Linked DNA regions of Mus musculus: region 2 is linked to region 1. The links are chromatin contacts, called in public HiChIP or PLAC-seq maps. All regions are on one chromosome and are shown on one strand. The core of a region is the stretch at or near the end of the contact, and the rest is flanking DNA. Distances in the headings are between cores, read along the strand shown.

What was found. HiChIP or PLAC-seq counts read pairs in DNA pulled down with a chosen protein or histone mark.
Region 2: a contact with region 1 is called in a BATF HiChIP or PLAC-seq map of CD8 T cells, with 5 read pairs. The contact joins two enhancer-like sites. A contact is called at or near these places in 1 of 39 promoter capture datasets (liver), 1 of 115 datasets of contacts at active chromatin or transcription factors (CD8 T cells) and 3 of 9 other capture datasets (adipose tissue, liver and pancreatic islet).

Annotation. Positions count from the first base shown.
Region 1 is chr12:21,333,847-21,339,446 of GRCm38.p6, reverse strand. It overlaps Adam17 (a disintegrin and metallopeptidase domain 17), which reads left to right. Exons shown (of 19, transcript NM_009615.6): 11 at 2,662-2,814; 12 at 5,294-5,493. Among named protein-coding and RNA genes, the nearest start is that of Iah1, 20 kb to the right of the region's middle. Within about 2 kb of position 3,391, at least 97 of the 459 cell types and tissues checked have an H3K27ac peak or open chromatin away from gene starts, as enhancers often do. A contact at or near this core is called in CD8 T cells, where this site is marked.
Region 2 is chr12:21,450,058-21,455,657 of GRCm38.p6, reverse strand. No RefSeq gene overlaps it. Among named protein-coding and RNA genes, the nearest start is that of Gm4419, 35 kb to the right of the region's middle. Within about 2 kb of position 4,082, at least 32 of the 459 cell types and tissues checked have an H3K27ac peak or open chromatin away from gene starts, as enhancers often do. A contact at or near this core is called in CD8 T cells, where this site is marked.

The DNA.
Region 1 (5,600 bases), core at 2,142-4,641:
GTTATGCCTCCCTAGGCGCTAGTTGGCAACATGAGTGCCCATAGCACCAGGGCAGGAAGGTTCCTACTTTAGCTGAATATGTTGCTGCTCAGTACAGAATTAGGGCACTTTAGGAATAAGAGAGCTGGGCATGATGATGCACACCTTTAATCTGAGCATTCTGGAGCTGGTCTAGTGAGTTTCTGCTAGGACTATGTAGAGACCTTGTTTCAAAAAACCAAGTAAGTATTGGTAGGAAAAAATAGTATATGATACACTGGTATGTTGACTCTGAGCTTAGAATTGACTACGTGGGGCTGGAAAGCTGGCTTGACAGTTAAGACTGCTTCCTGGTCTTCACGGGGCCTTTGTTTGGTTCCCAGCACCAGGGATCCAACACCCTCTTCTAGCCTCCCCAGGCACTGGACTCACTAACATATCCAACCAGAGACTGAGTGCACATAACTAAAATCAATCCTCTCTTCTATTACTATTATTATTATTACTATTGTTTTGTTTATTTGCTTGTTTGTTTTTCGAGACAAGGTTTCTCTATGTGGTCCTTCCTGTCTGTCCTGGATCTTGCTCTATAGACCAGGCTGGCCTCAAACTCAGAAATCCACTGGGATCAAAGGCACGTGCCACCACCACCTGCCTTTTTAAATTTTTTTCCCTCCTTTGTGGAGCAGTTGGGACTCTTTAATCGAGATACGTTTGCCCTTATGCAAAATGCTTACTTTTTTGTTCGATGTGCTTATTTTGGTGAGACAGAGTCTCACTTGACTTTGAGATTGACTTGTCTCAGTCTCCTGAGTGCTGGAATTGCAGGCACATATCAAGAAGCCCAGTTTAAAAGTATTCTTATGGGGCTGGAGAGATGCCTCAGTGTTTTCAGAGCAATGACTGCTCTTCCAGAGGTCCAGAGTTCAAGTCCCAGCAGCCACATGGTGGCTTACAACCATCTGTAATGGGATCCAATGTCCTCTTCTGGTGTGTCTGAAGACAGCCACAGTGTACTCGAATACATAAAGTAAATAAATAAAAAGGATTCATTAAAAAAAAATTACCCAAATTGTTTTTTTAAAAAAGTGTTCTTTGTTCTTGGCCGGCCGTGGTGGCGCACGTCTTTAATCCCAGCACTCGGGAGGCAGAGGCAGGTGGATTTCTGAGTTCAAGGCCAGCCTGGTCTACAAAGTGAGTTCCAGGACAGCCAGGGTTATACAGAGAAACCCTGTCTCGAAAAACCAAAAAAAAAAAAAAAAAAAAAAAAGTGTTCTTGTGTTATTTCCTAGATAACTTTGTGTGTGTGTGTGTTTCTCATCCTCTACTGTGTGTCACTCGAGGTAGCCTTAATGTCCTAAGCCAGTGCAGTCCTTCTGCCTCCCAAGTATCTGGTACTGTAGGGTAGGCTGGATAGCTTGTCTGTTCTGTTTGGGGCTTAGTTAAGCCAGGTATTTGATCCAAGGGTTATAATTCTTAGCAAATTATCTGTTGCTTCTTAATGCTTTGTCTTGCTTTCCATTTGTCTTCTTGTTGTTTCCTACATATGTATTTTAACTTGTTCATTGTCCTTGACCTTTGGTTTTGCTTATAGTAGTCTCTTCTTTCACATCCCCATTCTGTATAGCTCTGTTCTTCCATGCTTGTAGTAACTTTTTTTTTAAGATTTAATTATTTTATGTATATGAGTGCATTATTGCTGTCTTCAGACATAACAGAAGAGGACATTGGATCCCATTACAGATGGTTGGGAGCTACCATGTGGTTGCTGGGACTTGAGGTCTTAACCACTGAGCCATCTCTCCAGCCCCTTAACTTTTTTTTTTTTAAGTATAAAAACTTATATATTTTTTGTTCTACTTTAAAAGTTTTGTTGGCATCTGTCAGCTCTTGCCCTCTACCCTTGTTCTCTGTCCTCCTTATTCCTGAAGGAGGAGAAGTAAGGGTGGTATTCGTTCTTGAACTGAAGCACCCTGTTACTGTTTTCCACTCCCAAGAAATGTTAAAGGCCTTGGGACAGTTGAGATGGCTCAGAAGGTGAAACAGCCTAAGCTGGATCCCTGCAAGGCGTGGGTTTGCGTATTGGGAGGCGAGTTGCCACTGTTGATGGAAGATGGAAACAGAAACCATACAGGTGTTTGGCTTCTAGCCCCCCACCCTGCACCCTCTTACCTCCCCCTCCCTATTTGTGCATCAGGAAGTCAGGGGTCAACTTTGGGTGTGGTTTCTCATGCTTCATCCACCTTATTTTTGTTTTTTAACTAATGAACGTATTGTTTATATGTGTGCATATGTGCCCACGTGAGTTTATGGGCACAGAAGAGCCTTCATTTTTGATCTCTTGGAACTGGAGTTAACAGGTGGTTGCTCTTAAACTCTGCAAGTGCAGTGACACTCTTAAACAGTGCGTCATTCCACTCCAACCCCGAATTATATTTATTGAGGACAGGGAGATGGCTTAGCAGGTAGATACCGTACAGAACAACTCTGACCTCACATTCATTGTGCCGCACGCCCCCCGCCCCCAATAAGTGTAAAAAGTTTTTTATGTGGGGTATGTGATAGGTGTAATGTGGCCATTTATGGGAATAATTCTTCTTCCATTTGGTCTGAAAAATATAGCCTGGGCCCAACTGGCAAAAATAACTGATGATTACATACGTTCTTTCCCTGATCCTTAAGGAAGCTGACCTGGTTACAACTCATGAATTGGGACATAATTTTGGAGCAGAACATGACCCTGATGGGCTAGCAGAATGTGCCCCAAATGAGGACCAAGGAGGAAAGTATGTCATGTATCCCATAGCTGTGAGCGGTGACCACGAGAATAATAAGGTATGTGTGTTTGGATTGTTTTCAGTGGTAGGAAAGAAGGCGATGCCATGTTAACAGAAAGGGGAAAGTATTTATCCCTAAGTGTTTCCCTAGAGGTGGAACTGTCAAATACTGAAGCTCATCTTAAGGGTGCTTTTAGCTGTCATTTGGAAGTTTTGTAAAGATTAATCACATGTAAGTTTGGGTCCCTACACTAGTGATTTTGTCAGAGTCTTACTTTTGAGGGTGTTTAGCTCAGCCTTAAAAATGACCTGACAGTTTTATTTACAATATGACTCATTTAATTTAGCAGTACTTCACAGTGTGCTGCCACCACCCTTCCTTCTAGTCCCCTTCCTCTTCCTCCCCCCTTCTGTACTAGGGATTAAATGTGCCTTAATAAAACTCTTAAAAACAACTAATAAAGATGGACAAGAAAATGGGTAAATACAGAAAACCGTGAAGCCACGTGGAAGCTGGTGAGGGGCGTGAGCATCAGTGAGACTGTTGACTCTTCACTGCATGCTTGGGCACTTCTCCAGTAGACTATACAACACCCAGTGAGGGGAAAGTCCCACGTGGCTTCCACACTGGATCGCTCTGGTTGTGAGGACACTGGCAGATGGGGACTGTGTAACTTTACAGTCTGCTGCAAGGGAAAGCACATGGTGCTACTTCCTCTTCTGCGGAAATCCCCATGGCTGTGAGAGCCTGCTAGTGGGAGTGGAGCGTGGGTAGAACTGGTTTTTTGGGGGATGCTGAGCTGTCAGTGAAGCACAGTTTGTTTTGTCCTGCATCTATCACATTTAGTACATAGTTTCTCCTAACAGTTTAGTTTTCCCAACTGGTATCTCCCTCTCCTTATGAAAAAATACTATGCATCTTCTATGCTTTAAATGGTTTTCAAATACTTTTTTTACATTTATTTATTTGTGGACATCATGTGTATGCCATGACATGTGTGGAGCTCAGAGGACAGCTTTTGGGGGGGGGGCGTCTTTCCTTTTATCTGGGAATTGTGCTTATCAGGTTTGGCAGCAGGGTCCTTTTACCTGCAGAGGCCCTTAATTAATTAATCTCTTCCTTTCTTGTTTTGTCTGTCCTCCCCCCCCCTCCCACTCCCCTCCCCTCCCAACAGGGTCTCTGTATAGAGTCCTGGATGACCTGGAACTTGCTGTGTAGATCAGGCTTGAATTCACAGAGATCTTCCTGCCTCTGTGTCCTGAGTACTGGGATTAAAGTCGTACACCACCCTGCCCAGTTCATGAGTTTCTTAAACATTTTTTAACTAGGTGAAAAGAGCTATAGGATTATAGAAATAAGGTGGTTCTTTCATTTCACCTGGACAAATAGCCCTCTCTGCTACTAGATGGGCCAACAAGCAGCTGCCCTATGGTGATGCATGAGCTGTGAATGCTGATATTAGTGGAAGGAAGAAGGGATGCTAAGGGCTGTGATCCCCTTGAGAAGGACACTGAAAGAAAAGCAAGGTTGTAGATCAATACAAGACTAGGGCTTAGAGATGGTGGACACAAAGCCAGTGACAGCTTGGTCATTATTGCTCAGCACAGTCTATGCCCTGGAGAGCCATTGTTTGAGAGTTTAACTGCTAAGGAAGAGCTTTTCTTGCTGGCTGTGGTGGTTTAGGTCCTCATCTAAGGCCACTGACCATTTTGACCTGTGGGGCACAGAGGTGCACTTCTTTAACCCCAGCACTGGGGAGCAGAGGCAGGTGGTTCAGGGCAAATCTGGTCTAGAGAGTTCCAGGCCAGAAGTCAGGCTGTTTTGAGACCCTTGTCTTAAAACAAAAAATGAAGCAAACACTATAGCTGTTTTGTATTGACTAGAGGGAAATAATGTTTTAGCAATCTCTCTGAAATTAGCACGTTGACACCAAAGTCAGTGGTAGACCGAAGTCAGATAGTTCAGTTTGAGTTCTTCATTTTATATTCTAGACAAGGTGTTGCCTTCCTAGTGATGCAGTCCTTTCATACAGTCCTTATGTTGTAGTGACCCCCAACCATAAAATTATTTTCATTACTACTTCATAACTGTAATTTTGCTACTGTTATGAATTATAATATAAATATCTGATATGCAGGGTTACAACCCACAGGTTGAGAACCACTTTTCTAAAAGCACAGGGTGAGCTGGGCAAGCAAGCAAGATTTTCTAGAAGGGTAGGTGACAATCTACAACGCCCATTCTTTGAGCTATTCTTCCCGGTCATTCTGTTCCAGACAGCAAGTGAGGTCATGCTTAGCAATAGGAAGTACAGACAGTGCTGTCAGTAAATCACTCAGTAACCAATGTCTGATAATTGGTCTCTTCTATCTAACTTTATTTCAGCAATTTCTTACTGTGGAATTTGCAGGTGACTGCTTGACACAGTGGTGGCATTGATGGGGGCTTTGCAGTTAGGTTTGTCTGTAGAGTAGCACTGCCTGCGAATGCATTCATCTTGGTCTTTTCCACTCTCATGGCCCTGTTTTCTTTTAAGATGTTTTCAAACTGCAGTAAACAGTCCATCTACAAGACCATAGAAAGTAAGGCTCAAGAGTGCTTCCAGGAGCGCAGCAACAAGGTGTGTGGCAACTCCAGGGTGGATGAAGGAGAGGAGTGTGACCCGGGTATTATGTACCTGAACAACGACACCTGCTGCAATAGTGACTGCACACTGAAGCCGGGTGTGCAGTGCAGGTGAGAGTGTTCCCACCGGGGCAGGGGATAGTGAAGGTCCAGATAACAGGAGATTGCAAATGCAGGCAACTTGGCACTTTCTCTGGATAGACTAGGCTCTCCTGGAA
Region 2 (5,600 bases), core at 2,833-5,332, 120 kb before region 1:
GATCTCCCCATCCCCTCAAGCCAAGGGCTGTTCTCCTGTGGGATGCTGCCACCAGCCATCTACAGCCTAAGACATAGATAGCTTGAAATAACTTATAGTTTTATCCAGAGAAATGAATCTGCAACAGCCACATTTTGAATGAGTAAGTTTATAATACACACAGCAAGTGAAGGTCAAAGAAGAAACAGCAAGCAGAGGAGAGACAGCACCCAGAGGTGTGGCCATGGAAGCCTGAGGAGATGGTCTTGCTGGAGTTCCCAACTGAGAGACTTTTGGGCAGCATAGAATGGTCTCTTCGTGGATACATTTTTTGTATTCTTGTTCCTGCTGCGGGCATTTTTATATCACTGGATAAACAACAGTAACCTTGGTTAGAAATAGTTTACCTTCTAGCTGTTCTCCAGGGCGTGATGTTTTTAATTTAAGGCTCTTAGCTGCTTGCTGTTCTCCTTTCTCCCCATTTCCAAGCCAGGAGGCCAGCCTGACCCAGGAGAGAGTTTTCAAGAACACTTAAATAAATCATGTTTGAATCTGAGGTAAAGAAGTCCATCTCTTGATCTTAGAACCAGCTCTCAAGAAGCACGAACAGTATATAACAATTTACCAGTGTACTTTGTATCATACCTGCCCAATACCTCAAAAGGGACAAGTCCTCAACCTGGGGCCTGTCCTAAACCACAACTGAATATTGTTGAAGTGGCTCTCTCCAGCATTTCCATCTATTGCCCCTGAGTCACTCCTAGAGCACATAACCTTTATTCCAATTCTATTTTTCCCTTAGTAGGACTTGCCTCTGAGCCAAAGGCCATAGTTTGGGCCTTTGAATACCTCCAGCTTTCTTTACTCAGGAACCACTTCCAAGTCAGTGCAACAAGTGTTTATTGTATGTCTGTAACTGAATGCAGGAGAGTAATGACAGGCTACAGAAGTATAAAAGGGTCATGCACAAACCACCTGCTCTGTGTGACCTCCACTCTATCAGGAACATGCAATGGATACTGTTCTATGCCTCAGAGTTACTCCTCAGGAAAGCTGATGAGTTTACATGGAACCCCGGCAGTTAAGACACAGCCAGGATATTGATGTGACCCCCCATACGCCAGGGTCTCATAAAGGTGATGGCTTGAGTCACATAGATGATCTAAGCTGATGGATGAGCCGGTCAAAAAAGTGTAAGCCAGAGGCAAATAGAAGATTGGTTGGATTCTGGACAGAGAGGCCAATGAGAGGGATGAGAGTCACACATCCCCAGGGACTACCGAACCTGCTTGCTTCCTGCAGGAGTTAGCTTCTCAGAACCAAAGGCTTTCTGGCCATTGCCCTTCAGTAGTCTCTATAAACCCTTCACTTTGTGCTACAGTAAAGTGGTTACCACACAAGCATGACTATCTGAATCAAATCCCTCAGAACCCACATTAAGGAAAACAAACAAACCAAAAAAAAATGTACATTAAAAAGAAAATAAAGCCAAGTACAACAGCATATGACTGCAATCCTAGGGCCGGGAAGGTAGAGATGGGAAGCTCACTGGGACTAGTCTAGCCTAATCAGTACTTTCAAGTTCAGTGACAGACCTTGCCAAGGATGAAGAGTGCCGGAGGAAGACACCCACATTGCCTATAATATACGTGTGCGCACATACACAAAGACCCAACACACAAAACCATTAATGCTGTTACTGGAATTAGAATCAGAGCCTAAACCCTGACCTCACCTTAACAAGGTGGATGGTGGTCACACATCCTCAACAGACCAATTAAACAATGGGTAACAGTGAAAATCAGATAAAGGATATATATTCTGTGCAGCCATGTTGGAAAGAAGAGCAAAGAAGTCCAGTGAGCCATCTGCCAGGTCTTCATATGAGGTTCAGGCTCCGTTGTGTGAGATCTCTTTTGGGGAGACAAACTCTCTCTCTAGCTGACACCAGGATTCAGCCCTTCCCTTTTACAGCATGAGAGTCCTGGGGAAATTCCATTTTCCTGGGGCCCTTTGTTTCATATCTGACAGTCCAAGAGAGAACACAAATGTCTTTTTAGAATATAATCATTCTTGCCAGGATGGCTATGGTATCTCTGATAGGTTATGGTCACCTCAAGAAATCCTGTCCTGATGGGAGATATCTTCCTTTTGTCTACCGTGTATTTCTTTCCTTTTCTTTCTTTCTTTCTTTCTCTCTCTCTTTCTTTCTTTCTTTCTTTCTTTCTTTCTTTCTTTCTTTCTTTCTTTCTTTCTTTCTTTCTTTCTTTCTTTTTTTCTTTCTTTCTTTCTTTCTTCCTTTCTTCCTTCCTTCCTTCCTTTCTTTCTTTCTTTCTTTCTTTCTTTCTTTCTTTCTTTCTTTCTTTCTTTCTTTTTTGTTTTTTGTTTTTTTTGTTGTTGTTTTGTTTTGTTTTGTTTTGTTTTGTTTTGTTTTGTTTTGTTTTGTTTTTCGAGACAGTGTTTCTCTGTGTAGCCCTGGCTGTCCTGGAACTCACTCTGTAGACCAGGCTGGCCATGAACTCAGAAATCCGCCTGCCTCTGCCTTCCGAGTGCTGGGATTAAAGGCGTGCGCCACCATGCCTGGCTCTGTGTATTCTTTTAACTAGCTTGACTTGGTCTGTGGACACCCATTTTGTCACCTTGAAGATGAAACAGGTTGGATTTCTTGTCCCTTTATATTTTTAATACATTTTTTTCCTTTGAAAGATCCATACATTTAAATTTAGATAGATAGATAGATAGATAGATAGATAGATAGATAGATAGATAGATAGATAGATGATAGATAGGTCTCCATCAGTACTTCCTTCCAATTCTCCTAGTACTCCAAACCCCATCACCCTCTGTGATGCCTAATCTTGGTTGGCAACTTGACATGTCTTGGAGGAGAGGGGTATGTATGTCAGTGAGGCATTATCTTGATTGGTAGGTGGGGCCACCTCTGGGCAGATGGTCCTGGGTTCTATAAGAAAGCAGGCTGAACTGAGCAGGGAAACAAGCCAGTAAACCGTTCCTCCGTCCTTTGTGCTTCCAGCTCCTGTCTTCAGTTCCTGTCTTGATGATGATGTAACCTGTAATCCAAATAAACCCCCTTCCCCCCAAGCTGACTGTGGTCAGTATTTTATCACAGGAACAGAAGGCAAACTAGGACACTCTCCCAGCTTCATATCTTTTTTATTGTATTTTGTTATTAATAACCCCCTCAGTTCAATTAATGCTGCCCTTATGCATATGGGTGTGTGACCATTCACTTAGGCAAGAGCCCAAAGGATAATGACTCCATCTTTCACGTTATTTTGAGACAAGGTCTCTCACTAGGGGCATTTTGTTAAGCTGAATGCTGTTAAGTAATGTCAGGAATGCCACCGATTATGTGTGTATTTGCATCATAGCATCCATTGGGAGTCAGAGGATAACCTTGTGGAGTTCAGTCTCTCTTCTTTTTTTCTTTAGATGGGTTCTGAACATTAAATTCAAGCTGACAGGGTTGCAGCATTAGGGGGCAGGAACCTTTACCCACTGAACCATCTCAAAGCCCTGGTGATTCATCTTTACTGTAATCACCTTGAACTTTTACTACTTCAAATAAGCAAAGCTGTTGGGAGTGGGTGGTTTGGGTCCTTTGATTGACAGCAATCTGATCCTTGCCTGTGACTGGTCGCCTGGAACAGGGAGCTGTCACCTGAGTGTCCCCTCTCACAGTAACTGGCCAGATGGTCACTATGGCAACACTTCAAGCAAGACAAGTCTCTATGAATGTTGGGTGACCCTGAAGCTATTCCCACACAAGATGGGTTGTGGGAAGAGGCAGGTGCAGTAACAGATGTACTTGGGAGGCTGAAGCAGAAGGTCACAAGTCTGAGGCCATTCTGTCCTACAGAAGAAGGAGGAGGAAGAGAAGGAAGAGAAACTCCCAGTGATTGGTATAATGCTGGATTTGTAATTGGTCCTTATGTGGTGATACTGGAAGCTGTGTGGTGAATGGTGCAGAAGCAATCTTTCATTTGAATGTCACATTCTCTTTCTGACTTTATAACCAACCAGTTTGGTTTTCTCTTTGAGTCAGCCAGGAGACACCCTCCTATACCGCCATGCGGTTTTGTAACACTGGGCCACATAAAAGTCTTCTCCTAGGTGATCTTTGCTTGTGTGTGATCTTTATCATGGGTAGAGTAGGCTGATTTGGTCACACAAAGAGGAAACAAGTGGTGGCAGCAATAGTAATAGCATCAAAAAGGTAACTGGGAGCTAGAGTGGAGCTGAGCTGGTGGAGTGCTTGCCTGGCCCTGGTATGCACAAAACCCTGGGCTCCAGCCCCAGCATTGCATAGACATTTGAGGTCATGCTAAAGTTTGATGACTTAAAAAAAAAAGGGGTGGGGGTAGTTGAGATTCAGAGAGCCACCGGAGGTCAGAGATGGATGAGAGCAGAGATAGCAGACAGTAAAGGATCATGGGAGTATCCAAAAGGCTGTGAAGAATCAAAGATGAAGGGCTGTGGGCCCCAGTTACTGAACAGGTTCTGGGGAGCTGGCGAGCCCTAAGGGGTACAGATCCTGATGACCAAAGTCCAATAGCTGTAACATGGTCACAGTAAGGATAGCAGGTCCTGATACCTGAGGTTCAGGAGCTGTGGCACTAACAACAGTTAGGACCTTCACTTGGCTGTCATAGACCTGGAAGGCAGAGATGGCTGCAGCTAAGAGCTGAGGATCACATGAGCTGCTGAGCAGAAAGCTTTCAAGCCTGAGAGCCTAGAGCCACCCTGCCTTATAAGCCAATGGTTCTGAGTCTGTCATAAGCCCTTGGCATCCAAGGGAGTGGGTTTGCCAACACCAGAAAAAGTACTTGCCTACTCACAATTTCTCATTTTTCCTCTTTTAAATTTTTTCATGTGTTTTTGTATGTGGTGTGGGCATATTCACATTCATATCTCTGTATGTGTATAGATGCACACACATGTGGAGACCCAATATTGGTCTCAGCAATCCTTCCATCTTATTCAATGAGCTAGGGTCTTTCAATCAAACCTGGAGCTCATCTATATACATCAACTTCCTAGCCAGCTTGTTCTGGGGATCCTCTGCGTCTGCCTTCCAGAGCTGGTATTACACAGGCAGGCTGTCTTGTCCACCTGGTGTTTTACGTGACTTTCTGGGCATCCTCATGCTCACACTTACATATCTGAGCCACTGCACCAGGCCCTATCCACAGTTTCAGAATAGAACAAAAGAACCCTATTCAACTGAGTAGTGAGAGTAGAAACTCCACTGTGGTGATCCAGCAAAGCAGACTAGACTAAGCGTTCAACTAATACTGGGGAGAAACAGGTAAAGATCTAGAGAATGTCAGGGACAAGATGGGTTTCCTGTCACATTTCGGAAAGTGTTGGGGTTTGAATAGGCAGAAAGTAGAGGGAGATATTTTTAAGTGGAGAGTTAGAGGAAAGCAAACCCTGATATTCTAAGGACAAAGTTACAAAGGGGAGGGTAAGGAGTTGTGAGTCCCAAGGTATTCACATAAAGACACCAGGATTGCTTGAAGTGTTTGTGCCAGACAATGACACAGGCAGGTACAACAACTGTAAATGTAGTTCTTGGGAGAGGGGGAGTCTTTTTTTTT